Linked DNA regions of Mus musculus: region 2 is linked to region 1. Evidence: chromatin contacts called from public capture Hi-C data. All regions are on one chromosome and are shown on one strand. Each heading gives the region's core, a stretch centred on a gene start, on an enhancer-like site or on the middle of the called end of the contact. The rest is flanking DNA. Distances are from core to core; before and after follow the strand shown.

The links. Capture Hi-C pulls out chosen DNA fragments and counts their contacts.
Region 2: a contact with region 1 is called in a capture Hi-C map of embryonic stem cells, with 6 times the contacts expected there. The contact joins two enhancer-like sites. A contact is called at or near these places in 4 of 115 datasets of contacts at active chromatin or transcription factors (embryonic stem cells and stem cell-derived epiblast-like cells) and 1 of 9 other capture datasets (embryonic stem cells).

Annotation. Positions count from the first base shown.
Region 1 is chr1:11,274,914-11,282,604 of GRCm38.p6, reverse strand. All of the region lies in intron 37 of Prex2 (phosphatidylinositol-3,4,5-trisphosphate-dependent Rac exchange factor 2), which reads right to left. Among named protein-coding and RNA genes, the nearest start is that of A830018L16Rik, 140 kb to the left of the region's middle. Within about 2 kb of position 4,579, at least 18 of the 459 cell types and tissues checked have an H3K27ac peak or open chromatin away from gene starts, as enhancers often do. A contact at or near this core is called in embryonic stem cells and stem cell-derived epiblast-like cells, where this site is marked.
Region 2 is chr1:12,740,841-12,748,531 of GRCm38.p6, reverse strand. The region is part of intron 2 of Sulf1 (sulfatase 1); the gene reads right to left. Among named protein-coding and RNA genes, the nearest start is that of Sulf1, 52 kb to the right of the region's middle. Within about 2 kb of position 3,626, at least 39 of the 459 cell types and tissues checked have an H3K27ac peak or open chromatin away from gene starts, as enhancers often do. A contact at or near this core is called in embryonic stem cells and stem cell-derived epiblast-like cells, where this site is marked.

The DNA of each region.
Region 1 (7,691 bases), core at 3,330-5,829:
TTAATACTGGCTGAATTAATACTTCTCACTATGTAGCCCAAGATGATCCAGAACACACAGCATACAAGTGCTGGGATCATGGACATGAGAAACCACATCTGGCTAAGGGGCTCCTGTGTTCATAACAACAACAACAAAATGCTCTATGTATTTTAGTGAAGTTCCAGGATTGACTAAAAAATTTAGAAAAGCAACTTTGGTTTTTGTTTGTTTTGCTTTGTTTTTTGAAAGAAACAATCATACAAACAGTGGATATACTGTCTGTTTCCAATTCGGGCTTCCAGGTACCTCAGTGCTAGTATTTCTATGTACAAAATCCAGAATTGCAGCTTCCTAGGGGAAGCTGAGTACTGTGCTCCAGCTCTGTGGAAGGCAGGCTATTATTTGCCTCATAACTCTATATTGTCTCTCAACTCTTTCATTTGAATGTCTGATGGTAAAATCCAGCATTTGAGCCCTTGTATCTAAAAGACTCCAACTCCTGAAAGAGGCATGTGGATTTCCCCTCGTGAATAAAGACATCTAAACCCACTGCTGGGATTTACAGGACACCATTGGTTTTACAGGTGCTTTGACTACCAAAGGGGCTAAGCTTAAAAATCTCAGGCAAGAATAAGAAAGTCCATTTGGGAAGCCAGGAGCTAAGTAAACCCTACTCACTAGGGAACTTCTTGCTTGACTATAATATCTTCCTTCTAGAAAAATTTGTACTTTCAATCACAGACAAAATTTAAAACTACCCATTTTTACAGTATCTTGGAAAAATCTGGGCCTTCAATTTTGTAGCTCCTTCTAGTTGCTATAAGAACAACAAAGTTAAGTAGGTTTATTTTTTTCCATTGCTGACATGAAGTCATTTAACATTTAAATTACATAATATAAATGTACAATTTTAAAACAAATTATCAGTGTCATAGAGGAGTTTGTGACTCCTTCATAAATGGCAGAGAAGGGCAGTGCAGAGAGCCCCAGGATGACCTGACAATAAGATGTTCCAGGTTTGGATCCTGCCTTATACTTGTGAGGACGTGTACTTGGTGAAGTAATAATTACCAGAGGAACTGCTAGTTCACCATAGAAACAAAAACAAGAAAACAGACCTGTGCTTATGATTAATATATTTCCGGGTATCCTATATTAAAAATAGAACCAACCCATTTCTATTTTACCCACACCTAAAATGATAAATTATTTCTAATGGGTCCAATTTACTTTGAAGGATAGTTTAATTTAGGAGTCTTTGTGTGAGGTAGGTATGTGTGTGTGTGTGTGTATGCATTCATATGGAAGTTTAATGTGTTGATACTTAAGAGCCTTTCACTTTGTGTATTTTGTGTTTTGTTTTGTTTTGAAATAGATCCTCTCCCGGAGACCTGAAGTTCCTTTAGTGTGCTGACTGGATAGCAGTCCTGAGAGACCCACTAGTTTCTACTTTACAGCACTGGGTCTACAAGTGCACAGCACATCAGCCACAGTTCTACGTGGGTTTTGGGGTTGAACTCTAGTCTTTGTATTCACACAGCAAGAACTTTACCAACTGAGCATCTTTTCAGCACCTAACACAGAAGAGTGACTTCACTACTCTGGGTTATTTTGTGTGTCCATTTTGCACCAAGTACCACTAGTTGCCTTAGAGTCAATCTGTTTCCATGTTGAAAAGCTTCAGTTTCTAAATTACTTGCTTGAAATGATTCTTTTGCCATTCTCAGAAGGGACCTGACAGTATACAGACACTATCACATGCTTCTTTTTTCAATTGTACAAAGTAAAATAGAACTGTAAAAGGTTCCAACTTCTAATTTCTTCACTCCACGTCTTCTTCAGTCATAAAGTATCGTCCTAGGTAGCATTTTTAATGGCTGCTTAGTATTTCTGGAACTGAGCTAGAGAGGGCTGAGTTAGGATGCATTCAGGACAGCTTGACTGGAATTATTTAGATGATTCATAGTTGCTTCTACATGGAGTTATGATTTTCCATTATTCTGGTATAGCAATGGCTTCCAGAGCATTCTTTCCTGCTTGGCCACTGCACAAAACCTTCCTTTGTCAAAAAGCAGGTGCAGGAAAGATACCCCCATATCCCATTCCTCTTGATTGGAAGTATGTGTGGTCAGAGGGAGCAAGCTGGAAATACACAAAACCTGAAGCTATCTATCTGTGTAATAACATTAAAAAAAAACAGGACTTAGTCTATGTGCTATAGAATAAGAATTTAAATTAACAAACAAAAAGTGTACAAGCCATTAGCAGTAATACACTTTTGCTACTGAAATGCTTTTCTGAGCTCTCAGGAACTCAAATTAGATCAGTCATGCTAGAAGCTAGAACAAATTTTCTATTCTCTTCATAGAAAAATATGACAAAATTATCATAATTTGCTAGGCAATCAAAGGCAGTGCCATAAAAATTATGGGACAAAGGGATAAAACTGGGTCACATAATAATCATATTCCAACTTTTGTATGAGTTGTACATATTAGCATTTAAACCTTGTGACTTGTTCTGATACTTGGTAAATATTAACTTTCATTTCTTTTTTTTTCTCTTCTCATTTTTATTATTTTTCTTAAAGAAGGCACTTACCTTCCTACCCTATCATACTTACCTCCGCAGAGACCACAGTTTTCTCCCTTTCACTGTTACAAGCACAAGGTGCTAAGATGAAACTCTGGGCCCTTCTTTAACAGAAGCTCACCGATGATGAAAAACTTAGAGCCTCAAAATTGCTTACATGTAAAATGCTTTATTTCATCCCTGTATTAACTCCTATCTACTATATACTATGGTCAGAATTTTATACTTTCAATCTTCCATGAAGCAGCTTTTGGCACATGTTATCCTTCTATTTTAAATGTTTCATGACTCCCTTATAGTAAATTTGACTCAAAAAGCAAAACAAAACAAACAAAACAAAACAAAACAAAACAAACTCAAAACCATGGGGTCTTCTGCATATTTGGACATTTTCAATAATCACAGACAATAGCATCAGTTTAATTCTAATTATATCTTCAAACCTTCCAAGGTCTATTGACTCATTTATTATCTATTCAGATTGAAGTACAACAGTCTCTCAGGGACAGGTGTGTTAAATTGAACACTTGGGGGTATGCTGCACATCCTTAGGGTTACAGTGGAGTCAGAATAAGGCTGATGTGGGACCTAGTGTGGCTGTTGGGTACTGTACTGGATTCCTTTGCTCTCAGTGGACACAGGGACAGAAGTACTGGTGTTTTGGTCAGTAATTAATAATTTTGTACTGTCTCTCAGAGCCAGTATTAAAATAGCCACACACACACACACACACACACCCGTGCATGTGTGTGTGTGTGTGTGTCTGTGATTCAAGTCCTGGCTATAACTCAATACAACAAATTTAGCACATGGAAGGCCAGACTTATGATAAACAACATTTGGAGCCACAGAAAGTCATGAAGTAGTATCATGTGTATATTCATCTAAAAATACTTTAATCGGATATAGAAAATATAACTCTTACAAGGGGTTCTCAGTATTTATTTTCACACATTTGAAATATCATAAGTGACATTGATCACTAGTTTAAAACCTTTTTCTGTGTCACAATACATATGAAGAACTCAAAAGTATGCCTAAAATATCCACTACCATCCCTGAGTTATGGGTGTATATTGATGACTCAAATATAACCTGAGCAATGTTTTTGTTTGTTTGTTTTTTAAATATTTGAGCTCTGATGCTGTCCTCAGGCTTGGGGACAAAGAAAAGAAAATTCTCCAAGGGCACAGCATCCTGCAGAATTTGAGGACACCTGGGAAAATATGAAATATATCTTATGTAGCTTTTGATGTATATTTAGAACTTTACAGATCTAGATCTTAGAAAATGGTTATTTCCCACATTCAGTGGGAACCTTGGTTATTTCTCCTTAAATTAAAAGCCGATTCTCTTTGTTCAAGTGACTACTGGGAAAGCATTCTTAGGGAGCTAATTGTCTTTGCTTCTTGGTGCTGTGCTTCTTGGTGCTGCTTTCATAGGTTGTAGTTATCTGGTTATTCGAATTGTAGGAAAGTACCCAATACCTATTTTAGCCCCCTGAATAATGATGGGAGGCAATGTATAAGAACATGAGCCATTCTGGTGACTCATCACATGTTCTCTTAATCGGTGTGAGACACCACTGATCACCTGGTTCCACATACTCCTGAGCATCGTCTGTTCTGACCCATTCATTTAACAATATTTGAGTTAAAGAGACAGTTCTACCTGTATAGAAATGTGTGTAAGTGCTTATTCTCAGTTTTCTCCTTTTTCTTGGACTATTTTGGTGGCTCTGTGGGAATGTGTGACCATAGAAAATGTAAGAGGACTGCTGAAAGACCTTGCTAGAATAGTTCGCTGAGGGTCATCCACTAGAAGGTTGTGAGGAATTCTCCCTTCCTGGAATGACCCAACAAAACAAGCTTTACAAGAAAGCCCCAAGCACAAGGCAGGTGCAGATAATGACCACTTACATTTCAGTTCCCATTTCTGGTGACTAAGACCTCACCTCACCTGGGGCTATCAATGCAGCTCAGGGGCTAGCCTCTTCAGAAGGGAGCGGCTAATTACCATTTCTAAAGGGGGGAATGAAAAGGTCAGCTAGGGCTAACAATGGGCTTAAACCAGCTCAAGCTGTTACCAAAATCCGCCCACAAAAGCTGAATAAAAGGCGTGTGTTTTGTGTGTTTAGGGTCGCTTCTGCCCCTTTGCAGGACGACCCCAGTGCGCTGGATCAATAAACCTCTTGCTTATTGCATCAATCTCCAGCTCTGTGCTTCTGTGAGTGGGACTTCCTGGACTTAAGGCTCTTTGGGTCTTACAGCTCCTTTTCTTTGGACTATAATAAAAAGAAATCTAATGAACCAGCTATGTTAGAGGTTCATTGACCTGAGAAAAAAATTAATTTATTAAATAAAATTTAATTTATTAAGGACACAGGTTAGAAGGATTTTAAAAACGTGGTCCAACCATTGCCATTTTCATAAGTCCATTCTGGAGTGATTTCTGATGGTCTCTCCACATTCCATTAAAGGTGGTGTATGATCATCAATCCCACAGCATCAAGTTTAACTTATCCATTCCCAGGAAATCAATGCATGTGTGCAATGAATTACTATGTCACCAAAGAACATTCCAATCTTATTCATTTTCTATTTTTAACTACCTCTTAAATCTCCGCTCTCTACTATATCACTAATGCTATCTATTGTGTATACTGATACAACCTCACCCTGACCCTTATGTGTGGCCTCGTCCTGGTTTCCTCCACTAAGATGTTTGTCCTCTTAAAATGCAAATGAAAATGCAATTATGTGAATGGCTTAGGTCTTCTGGATGAAGTATAAGGTCTTCACAATGTAGTCGTGGTTTCGGCTAACTACCACAAGCTTCAACCCCACAGCTTACATCCTCTGCAGTAACCAGCCCCTACTTTGCACAAAATGCTTTTCATATTCTGTCAGTGGGCACTGGTTTAAGTCCCATCCTATATCCTACTCAGCAGGAGGGTATACATTTAAGAAAACAGATGTTGGAGAGATGGGTCTGAATAACATTCTGGCTTTGCAGATAGTTCTGTGACCTTGAACAAGCTATTTAGTCTCTTTAAATACCTTCCCTAAATGATAGGGCAAATCTCAGAGTGATTTTTTTTCAGAATTATATAAATATAACCCATCTTATTATTTACCATAGAGCATATAGCACACAGTATAGTGTCAACAATAATCAAATTTCATTAATGTGAAATAGTAGTTCAGTGACCTTGAACAAGTTAATCTCCTTAAATGCCTTTCCCTTATAAATCTAGTTAAATGATAGTGCATATCTCATAGTGCCTTTTTTATTTTCAGGATTACATAAAAACAAACCATATTATTTATTACATGCAGTACATAGTATAGTCTTAACAACTATCCAATTTTATTAAAATGACTACTGTACCATCACCAATAGGCTAGACTGTAAGACCCCAACACAATGTGTTTCTTAGACCCCTAGAAACGAAGCCCAGCATGGAGTTCTTTGTTCTTTGGCCTTTATCCTGAAAGAGATGGTGACAGCTGGGTGACCCACCCAGGAGCCTGACCCATTGTGTAAGGGACCAAGAAGGTTTACTCAACTTCCCCAGTCTTTGTGATCTAATCTTCCCCTCACTTTCCTTGAGAGATGAGCTATAATTCACCATCCCCATTTTTACGATGTTTATCTTATCCTTCCCTCACTTTATGGTTTATTCTTTAAAAACCCTGGACTGCAACTGCTGGGGGTCGATCTCCTCTGTCCCTGTGCGGGTTACAAACTCGGCCTCAACATGCTGATTCCTGATTAAACCTCATGCGATATTGCATCAAGAACGGTTTCTCTCAAGTTATTGGGGCATCAGCTCATCCCAGGATTTGAGCAAGAGTCTCCCCAAAACGGGGGTCTTTCAAGACTTGTATCCCTGTCAACTGTAGGCTTTCTAGAGTGTATTCTGATTCCTGGTACTTAGTAGGTATTCAATACACACCTTTTGAAAAATCATGCAAACCCCTAATAAGTACCAATGGTATTCAAGCGCTTCTAAAAGACAAGATTAATTTCTTTATAATCTGTAACTGGCATCTATTTGTAAATAGGACGCAGTCACTAAATCTACTCAGAAATGTTGTAAATGCATTGAAAGGATAATACATATTGGCAAAAGCAAGAATTGGTTCCTTATAGCAAATACATAAGACTTGGTTGCATTTCCTGCTCAATATCTGCCAGTTAATATTTCTAGGTGAATTTTGTTCCTACTTGGGACATAAATATTACAGTGTATTGATTAATTAGTCTTACATTAATACCGTTGAGAAAAGCTTGCCTTGAATAAACCTCATTGGCTACAATAGAGCTACTACACAAAGCTGTCACCTCTTTTTATTCTGCTTTGAGTCACTTCACTTAAAAGCCTAACCCTCTGGCTATTCTTCTCCTTCCCAATAGTAAACTGCTGCAGCCCAGCTTCCCAGAGTGGCTCCCTTGTTAAGACTAAGTGCAGGGAAGGCAAGGCCTCTCAAGTATCCCTACTTGGTGGAGTTCAGAACCCCCACAGTAAAGTTCTACAAATGGACTTTTATATTATCAACAAAAGGACAAAAGTTAACACTTGCCTCCTTTCATGTTCTAAACTTGGATCTCTATCCTAATGTTTTTTTCTTTCTAGGAATGAAAACTTCCTCTATTGAATTTTGTTGTATTAAGTGACTTTCCATGAGGTTGCATGGGAGGGTTCTCAAAATAAGCACTAACTAGGTCTTGCATTTTGCGTTCTTGGGATACCCCTCCCTTTCTTGCCTATGATGAATCCTTATTGTGATTCCTGCAGTTTCCTCTATTCAGTAGGTAATTTTGAACAGCTGTATTTTATGGGTTGGGGGTTATAGCCCAGGGTTGAATGCTTGCCTAGCATGAATGAGGACCTGGGGTCTGTCCAAGGTATCATAAAAATGGAAGAAAAAACTATTCAGATGTGCTTCACATTTCTAACTCTGCAATGAGGCTGGATAGATTTACTATCAAAACCACAACCTAAGTACCTGCACTGGCGAAGTCCTCTGCCAATGGTGTACATGTACAATGCTCATTTACTCTTCAAACTCACACTGTAACAAAGAACTCACCATTCACACCTCATCCATGAG
Region 2 (7,691 bases), core at 2,377-4,876, 1.5 Mb before region 1:
TGTCTGTCTGCCTGTCTGTCTCTGTCTGTCTCTGTCTCTGTCTCTGTCTCTGTCTCTCTGTCTCTGTCTCTGTCTCTCTCTCTCTCTCTCTCTGTGGTTTATACGGAGGCTAGAGGCTGAGGTTGGAGGTCGGGTGTCATTCGAGATGTCTCATCACCTCGTGGGACACTATTTCTCAGCAAACCTCTTTGATTCTGCTATACTGGCTGACTGAAGAACTCCAAGACTCTCGTCTCTGCGCGCATACTGTGGCTATAGCTGAATACTGCCATGGCAAGCTTTTAGCTTATGTCCTGAGGATCAAGACTCAGTTTACCCAAGCCGCCTCTGGTCATTCCTTCTCAGAGTTAATTCCAAGTCTTTGCGGCGACAGCCTGTTTAGTCCTTTGACCAAACCTCTGTCACCTGCCCTGCCCTGGCTCCTCGATATTTTTGCTCTTCTCCAGTAAGAAATTATATACAGCATAATTTTGTAGTTCAGGAAGACTTCATGAAAGCAGTCAGGAAAGTGGCTGATTCCAAGAAGCTGGAGTCCAAGGTGGACTACAAACCTGTGTGATTCACTAGAAGGGTTTGGTGACTGCATGACAGACATTGGTTTAATGTAAAAATAAAGTTAAGAAAAATAATGTATGTATTGGCAATTATCTTATTAAAAGTGAATAAACATGTATAAGCAAGAAAAAAAATTATATATAGACCTATTACACACTCTCAGCTCCCTTCCTTCTCTGCCACCTTCCTCTCCTTGGTTGGTACTCTGCCAAATACCTTATTATTCCTACTTGGAACAGTCTAACCAGAGTCACTCTAGCATTTTGCTTAGCCTGTTCATGCATTGGTGTGGTGCATACCTGGAGAAAAGTCACGAATCCTGAGTGTCCTCAGGTCATATAAGAGTGACATGATCCCCTTCCAACGGTGGACAAACGTCCTTATTTCTCCTGATTGTTGTTTCATCCTCTCAGTCATTCACTTTACTCTAGCTCCCTTCTCCCCACATTGTTTTCTGACCTTCAACATAACTGCTTCACACTTTACTGAGTAAGCAGGAATAACTGTAGGAGATCCCTATAGCCTTGAACCTGGGTCCTCTGGAGGAGCAGCCAGTGCTCATAACCACTGAGCCATGTCTCTAGCACTCACACTTTTAAAGTAGATTCTTCTGTCTGTGAGTTAGGTGCCATCTTTTTGACATATTCAAAATCTGGGCACCAGTAACACTCTCTTCTTTTTTCTAAACTTCCATATTTACCCCTCAAAACCATGCCATTTCCATCCCTGTATAAACATGCTAAACATGCTGCGATTTCTCTAATTTTTTTTTTTAAGATTTATTTTTATTGTGGGATCTGAACTTCCACAGGATGTCCTGCGGAAGAACAGCAGGGGCTCTTAATTGCTGAGCCACCGTTCTAGTCCCACCTCTTAAAAATACTAACTCTCTTGTCCCACTTCCCCTGTTTACTGACAAAAAAATCATTGTGAGAGCTGCCATACTTTGTCTTTGCTTCATTTCACCTTGCGCTTCTATCGGCTTCCCTCTACACTGTGCCATGCTTACAGTGTTTTGAGCCCAGGCTATCTTTGAGCTCATGGTTTCCTGCCTCAGCCTCCTCAGCACTGAGACAGCAGGCTTGTTTCTTCCCCACACCCAGCTCCATCTGTCTATAAACCCATCACTGTGGACACCATGCTAATGATTTCCAATGATTGTAGATCTAAATGCCAAAAGATATTTCCGATCGGAGGACTAATAGACATCCCCAACTCAATTACTGAAACCACTGAACTCCGGAGGTGAGTCCCTCCATCCCGCTTTCCATCCCTCTTCCCTCCTCCTCTCTTAAAAATGCTTCTCACATTTGCTATCCAACTGATTAGGTAATACTGTTGGTTCTTCCTTTATAAATAGCTGGTGTCTATTTCTGAAGCTTCTCTTACTATAAGTGTGAAGTTCTCTCCTCTATTTTAATAGCCTCGTAGTAAGTCTCTTCTTGCTGCTGTTGTTCATCTATCATCTGCTTCTAGCACAGCAAAGAGAACCTTTGGAAACATAAGTCAGAAAGCACTATTCCTTTATGTGAACTTCAATAACGGTTTCCCTTTCATCCAGAGAAATCGCCTTAATCTTCCCATGGCCTATGGGTCATGTATTGGCCTGCGGTGACTCTGATACCATTTCCGGACACTACTGTGACACTACTGTGCACAGTCTCTCTGTGGTTCTCATATTGCATCAGACTACTTATAGTGGTCTTTTTTTTTACTTTTTTATTTTTTTGGTTTTTCGAGACAGGGTTTCTCTGTGTAGCCCTGGCCGTCCTGGAACTCACTTTGTAGACCAGGCTGGCCTCGAACTCAGAAATCCGCCTGCCTCTGCCTCCCGAGTGCTGGGATTAAAGGCGTGCGCCACCACGCCCGGCTTTTTTTTTTTTTTTACTTTTTTATTTTTTTGGTTTATAGTGGTCTTTTTATGTTAGTTTTTTCCTCGATGGAATGCTTTCTTTCTTAAAGATTATTTTTATTATTCTTAATTATGCATATGTATTGGGGACACATATGCATGTGAACACAGATACCCTGGGGCTAAAGTCATAAGTAGTTGTCAGTGCCAACAGGGGTGCTGGGAACTGAACTTGTGGGTATCCTTAACCACTGAGCCATCCCTCCATTTCCTGGTGTTCTATAAGATTCCCAGCTTCGACTTCTCTATGTCCTTCAAATTTAAACCTTTTCTCAGCAAACCTTCCTTTTTAGCATTGCAATGTACCTGATTGCTCATTTTGCTCTCTGTTCTAATAGACTATATAGACTTGGTAGAAATGAGTAGATTATCTTCCTCCTCTTACTAGAACATGATATACACAGAGTTCCAGGTCTCTAAATATTTTACTCGCTGATACATTTCAAATTCTTAGAATGAGGCTTGGCATATTCTATAGTTTGATTATTTTTTGTTTTTTATTTGTTTGTTTTGTATTTTATAGTGTGTCTTATTATGTAGCTCAGGCTCACATTTGAATTTGTGAGCCTTCTGCACTGGCCTCTTGAAGGCTGAAATTATGGGCACATGGCATCCTGATTGGTTTCATAGTTTGATTCTTAGATGTGCCCCAAAGGTTTTTCTCTGAAGGTTTTGTTGATCAACTCTGGTGTACCCAGGAAGTAGTGAAACCTTTAGGCAGGAAGTCTAATGGAAGACAGAGCATTTGGGGCCTGCCTTCGAAGGGAATATCGACATCCCTGTCTCATCCATGAAGTGAGCAGTCTTCTCTGCCACACACTTCGGTCTTTTGTCCTCTCCTGACACAGTGCAAACAAAGTGTTTTCCTGAGTTGATCTGCTCAGGTGTTGTCACAATGACAGGCATTTAAAACACACCTGGCCTGTAGGAATGCTTGGTGAATATTGGTTGCATTGATGAATGTTTAAGTAAAGGAAGAAACAAAGCAAAAAAGAAAAAGAATTAAATAGGTCTCCAAGCTATTTACTTGAAAATCCTTTTGTTGAGACATCAAAAGAAATTCCTTCCTCAAATACTTTGCCTGACACCAGAGCCTCTATAACCCAGCCTGTCTGGTTTCCCAATTAGAGTGAACAAATGCCAAGTGGCTGAAAAATTCTCCCCCACATTACACTACGAGGTGTCAGTCCACCTCACCCTTTAGGAATGGCTATGCACACTCTGGGGACATTACAATGGCAGCTTTTCAAAGGTGGAACTAGCTGAGTGGCATTTGAGGATCTGATACAAAATCCCAACCTCCAGCAGGTTTATCTAAAGGCTTGGCCAAGGTTCCCGGAAGCCTGGCCCACCCTGAAAGAGAACCCGGGCTGGTAGACCTTTTCAAATGGAAACTATGCAAAATGCAGTGGCTTCCTGTGCTTTCACCCCCAAACCAGGTGGAACCTGAGGCTTTAGCAAAGGCGTCCTTTTAAATTCTTAACTGGGCAATGTAAACCAAGGGGAGAATGTTTGGGAAAAAAAAAAAAAACAATCAAAAAACAAAGTGAAACTAAACCCATAGTTTTCAACAGTTTTCAACAACCAACTTAAAATCTCTGCTCTTTTAACAGAATAGTCACTACATTGCCACAATAACGCACTAGGTTTTTGTTCTACTGTTAAAATTGCTGGGGTCCTCAACCTGCATGCTGAGGTCAAGGTATCATTTCCACATGATGGGTTCTGTAATCAAAGATCTGAGGTAAAGGGTGACTAGCCAAAGCCAACCTGAAGAACAAACCAAGAGACTGGACATCACAGTCAGGGCAGACTTCCTTACCTAATTTACCTAACTTCCTTACTGCTATTAACTTAAAGAGATTAGAAATACAGAAGGAAAAGGGACAGTTGATTTTAAGAATCCCATAGATTAATGGTCTACAACCTGTGGACCCCTGGAATTGCAGATCAGATTTTTACATTATGATTCATAATAGTTGCAACATTACAGTTATGAAGTAGCAACAAAATAATTATAAGTTGGGGGTATTACTGCAGCATGAGGAACTATATTAAAGGGTCACAGCATTAGGAAGGTTGAGAACTACTGTTGTAGATGTAAAGGAAGATTAAATATTAAAAAAGACTGTATAATATTGATAGTAACAATACCATGAGAACCAGATTTAAACTACAAAGTAGCCGGTGTGTGTTTCTGTGTTATACAGTTGGAATACTTCTGAATTTTAGGAACCCTTTAGGACTGGACTGAAGCTATGCTAGGTAAAATGTGTAGCCAATGTAGAGATTTTTTTTTTTTTTTTACTGTTGCTCTCATGTGCAAGAGGAATATTTCTAAAATGAATGAGCCTACATTTATAGTACACATTTATGTAGAGATTTTTAACATCGACAATTTTTAAGAGACTTCTATAAGTCTTACATTTTTCATTTATGAATATTATTTCACATTATATCCCTTTTCAAGATATTGAATTAAGATGTTAGAGGGGCTGGAGTGATGCCTCAGGCAGGGGTTAAGACCATTGGCTGCTCTTCCAGAGGACCTGGGTTCAGTTCTCTGCACCCCTTAGTTCCAGGACATCTGATGCCCTATTCTGGCCTTCAGGGACACAAGACATACATGTGGTACATATGCATACATGCAGGCAAACACTCATACATACAAAATAAAATCAAATGAATCCTTAAAGAAAAGATTTTAGGAAAAAACTCTGAAAATGAAAACGGAGAACATTTCCTGTCATTCATGGCAATTTAACTATCTTTCCTTTTGAGTTAACTTTTTGACATAGGAAGGTGCAAGACAGGCAGTCCAAAAGACAATCAAGTTTAAATTTAAAAGCCACCAGAGTACTTGTAAAGGTTCTCGACGTTCTAATCCTGCTGTTCATACAGAAACCCTTGAAGGAAGTCATTCCGTTCCCAGCTTCTTATCATCGTTATCCTATAGACTCTGGAAGGAAGCATGTTGCCTTCTTCCTTTTGGGTACAATCCTAAAGTTGTGCAGGGGACTAAGCTCAGCACAGAACTAGTTCAGCTGCAGCCCTGAGATCTAGCTTATGTGGATCTGGTTTCTCAGTTGATTTCTCCATTGCTGAAAACCGGCAAATGTTACAAAAACACATAGGCATTTATCAGTCTCCTCTAAATGTTCACACTTTAACCAATACAGATATCTTTAACAACAGTTATTCATTTCTTCATTGAATCTTTCCATGTGCTGAAGCCTCAGCCCCCACTGGCAATGCAGATCTCAGTGAGAGCCCATCAGTACCTGTGAGGATCTCAGTGCCCAGTGGGGATGGACAGAAAATGATGGGTCTGGCTGAAGGTTACTTGGTGGACTCAGCAGAGATGTGGGAATGAAAGATGCTGTGTCTGTTGGCCTATAACCCCAGCTACTCAGGTTTTGGAAGCTGGAGTTTCCCAAGCCCAAGTCTAGCCTGAGCCATAGTGAGGCCTTGTCTAGAACCGAGATTTAAAAGGGCTGTAAAAGCTAAAAACGAAGCACAGTGGTGAAGTAGTATGAACATGTGTGAAGCCCTGTCTTCAATTCCTAGCACCCAAGGAAAAGAAGACAGAATGAAAGAAAAGGAAAAAAAAGATTTAGGACTTAATTCAGGGGAAGGGTGCTTGCTGGCTAGAAAGCTCTAGCGTTGAGGGGAAATAAATAGAAAAGATATAATTAGCCTATGAAGGCTTACACTTAGAAATTGCATATCTGTTCAGAATTTTTAAAAAGATTTATTTATTTATTTATTTATTTATTATTTATTTAATATGCATGAGTACTCTATCTGCATGTACACCTGCATGCCAAAGAGGGCATCAGATCCCATTATAGATGGATGTGAGTCACTATGTGGTTGCTGGGAACTGAACTCAGGACCTCTAGAAGAGACAGACTCTTAATTGCTGAGTCATCTCTCCAGCCCCTGTTCACAAATTTTAAGGAAGCTAGCTAGTCATGGCCTTTAATCCTAGCATTAGGGAGGCACAGACAGGCAATTAGATGTGAGTTCGAGGGCAATGAGTTCCAGGCCAGCCAGGGATATGTAGTGAGGCCCTGTTTCTAATAGCAACACATTTTAAGAAAAAATAATAAGGAATAAGGAAGTAATGGCAAATGGTAAAAAAAAACAACAGAATTAAAAACCAACTAAATAGACATACTAACTGGAAAAACCACAACAGTGAAGCTGAATGTGAATTCTGTCTCAGTAACTGGGGTGGCTGGTGATTTTAGCATCAATGATGGTAACACACATGTAGGGGCAATCTGGGAGAAAGTGGTGGGAATGGATAAACATTTGAAGGAAGAATTATTGGAAAAGTACTTCAAAGGCTCAAATAGTCACAAACATGGCGAGGGCAGTGTAGTGAATGCCATAAGCAAAACTTACACACCATAGGATTTTGATAAATTTAAAATTCAGAATTTTCCACTTTTAGTACCTACACTGCACAACAAACAGAAATACAACCAATCATCTCCTGGATAGAGTTATGGAAGACACTGTATGAGATTACCATTAGGCTGTGTTCAGTGTTCACATGATATATATATGCATTTTGTGTTTAGATGAGTCTCATCTCTAAGATCACATTAGGTATGTAACTATTCTAAAATCTAAACAACACAAAGATTTTGGATAATTACTGTTATATATATATATGTTATATATATATATACATATATATATGTCCTATGCATACTCCTACAATATTTAGCAACCTTGAACCCTTCTCTCCTACCAGAACCTCAGTCAGGGATGACGGAGCCGACCAACAGGAGGAATGAAGAAACAGAAGTTGACAGGGTGAGCCCATAGCAGAAGTAGAGGTTCTTTGTGTTTGTTTTGTTTCTCGAGACAGGGTTTCTCTATGTAGCACTGGCTGTCCTAGAACTCTCTCTGTAGACCAGGCTGGCCTTGAACTTAGAGATCAGCCCGCCTCCCTAGTGCTGGTATTAAAGGAGTGCACCACCAACTGGCGGGAGGATCTTTTTTGTTCTTTTTGTTTCTCTTCTCAGATTTCATAATTAACTTAAGAAGAGGCCCAAGGCCGTCCCATGCCTAGTCTCACTGACTCACTGAGTTTCTCCCTTTAAAGCCCCGTCTCTCCCTCTCTCTCTCTCTCTCTCTCTCTCCACCTTCTTCACCTTTCGTTACTCTTCTGTATAGTCAGTGTCTTGTCACAGGGACAAGTAACTTAAGG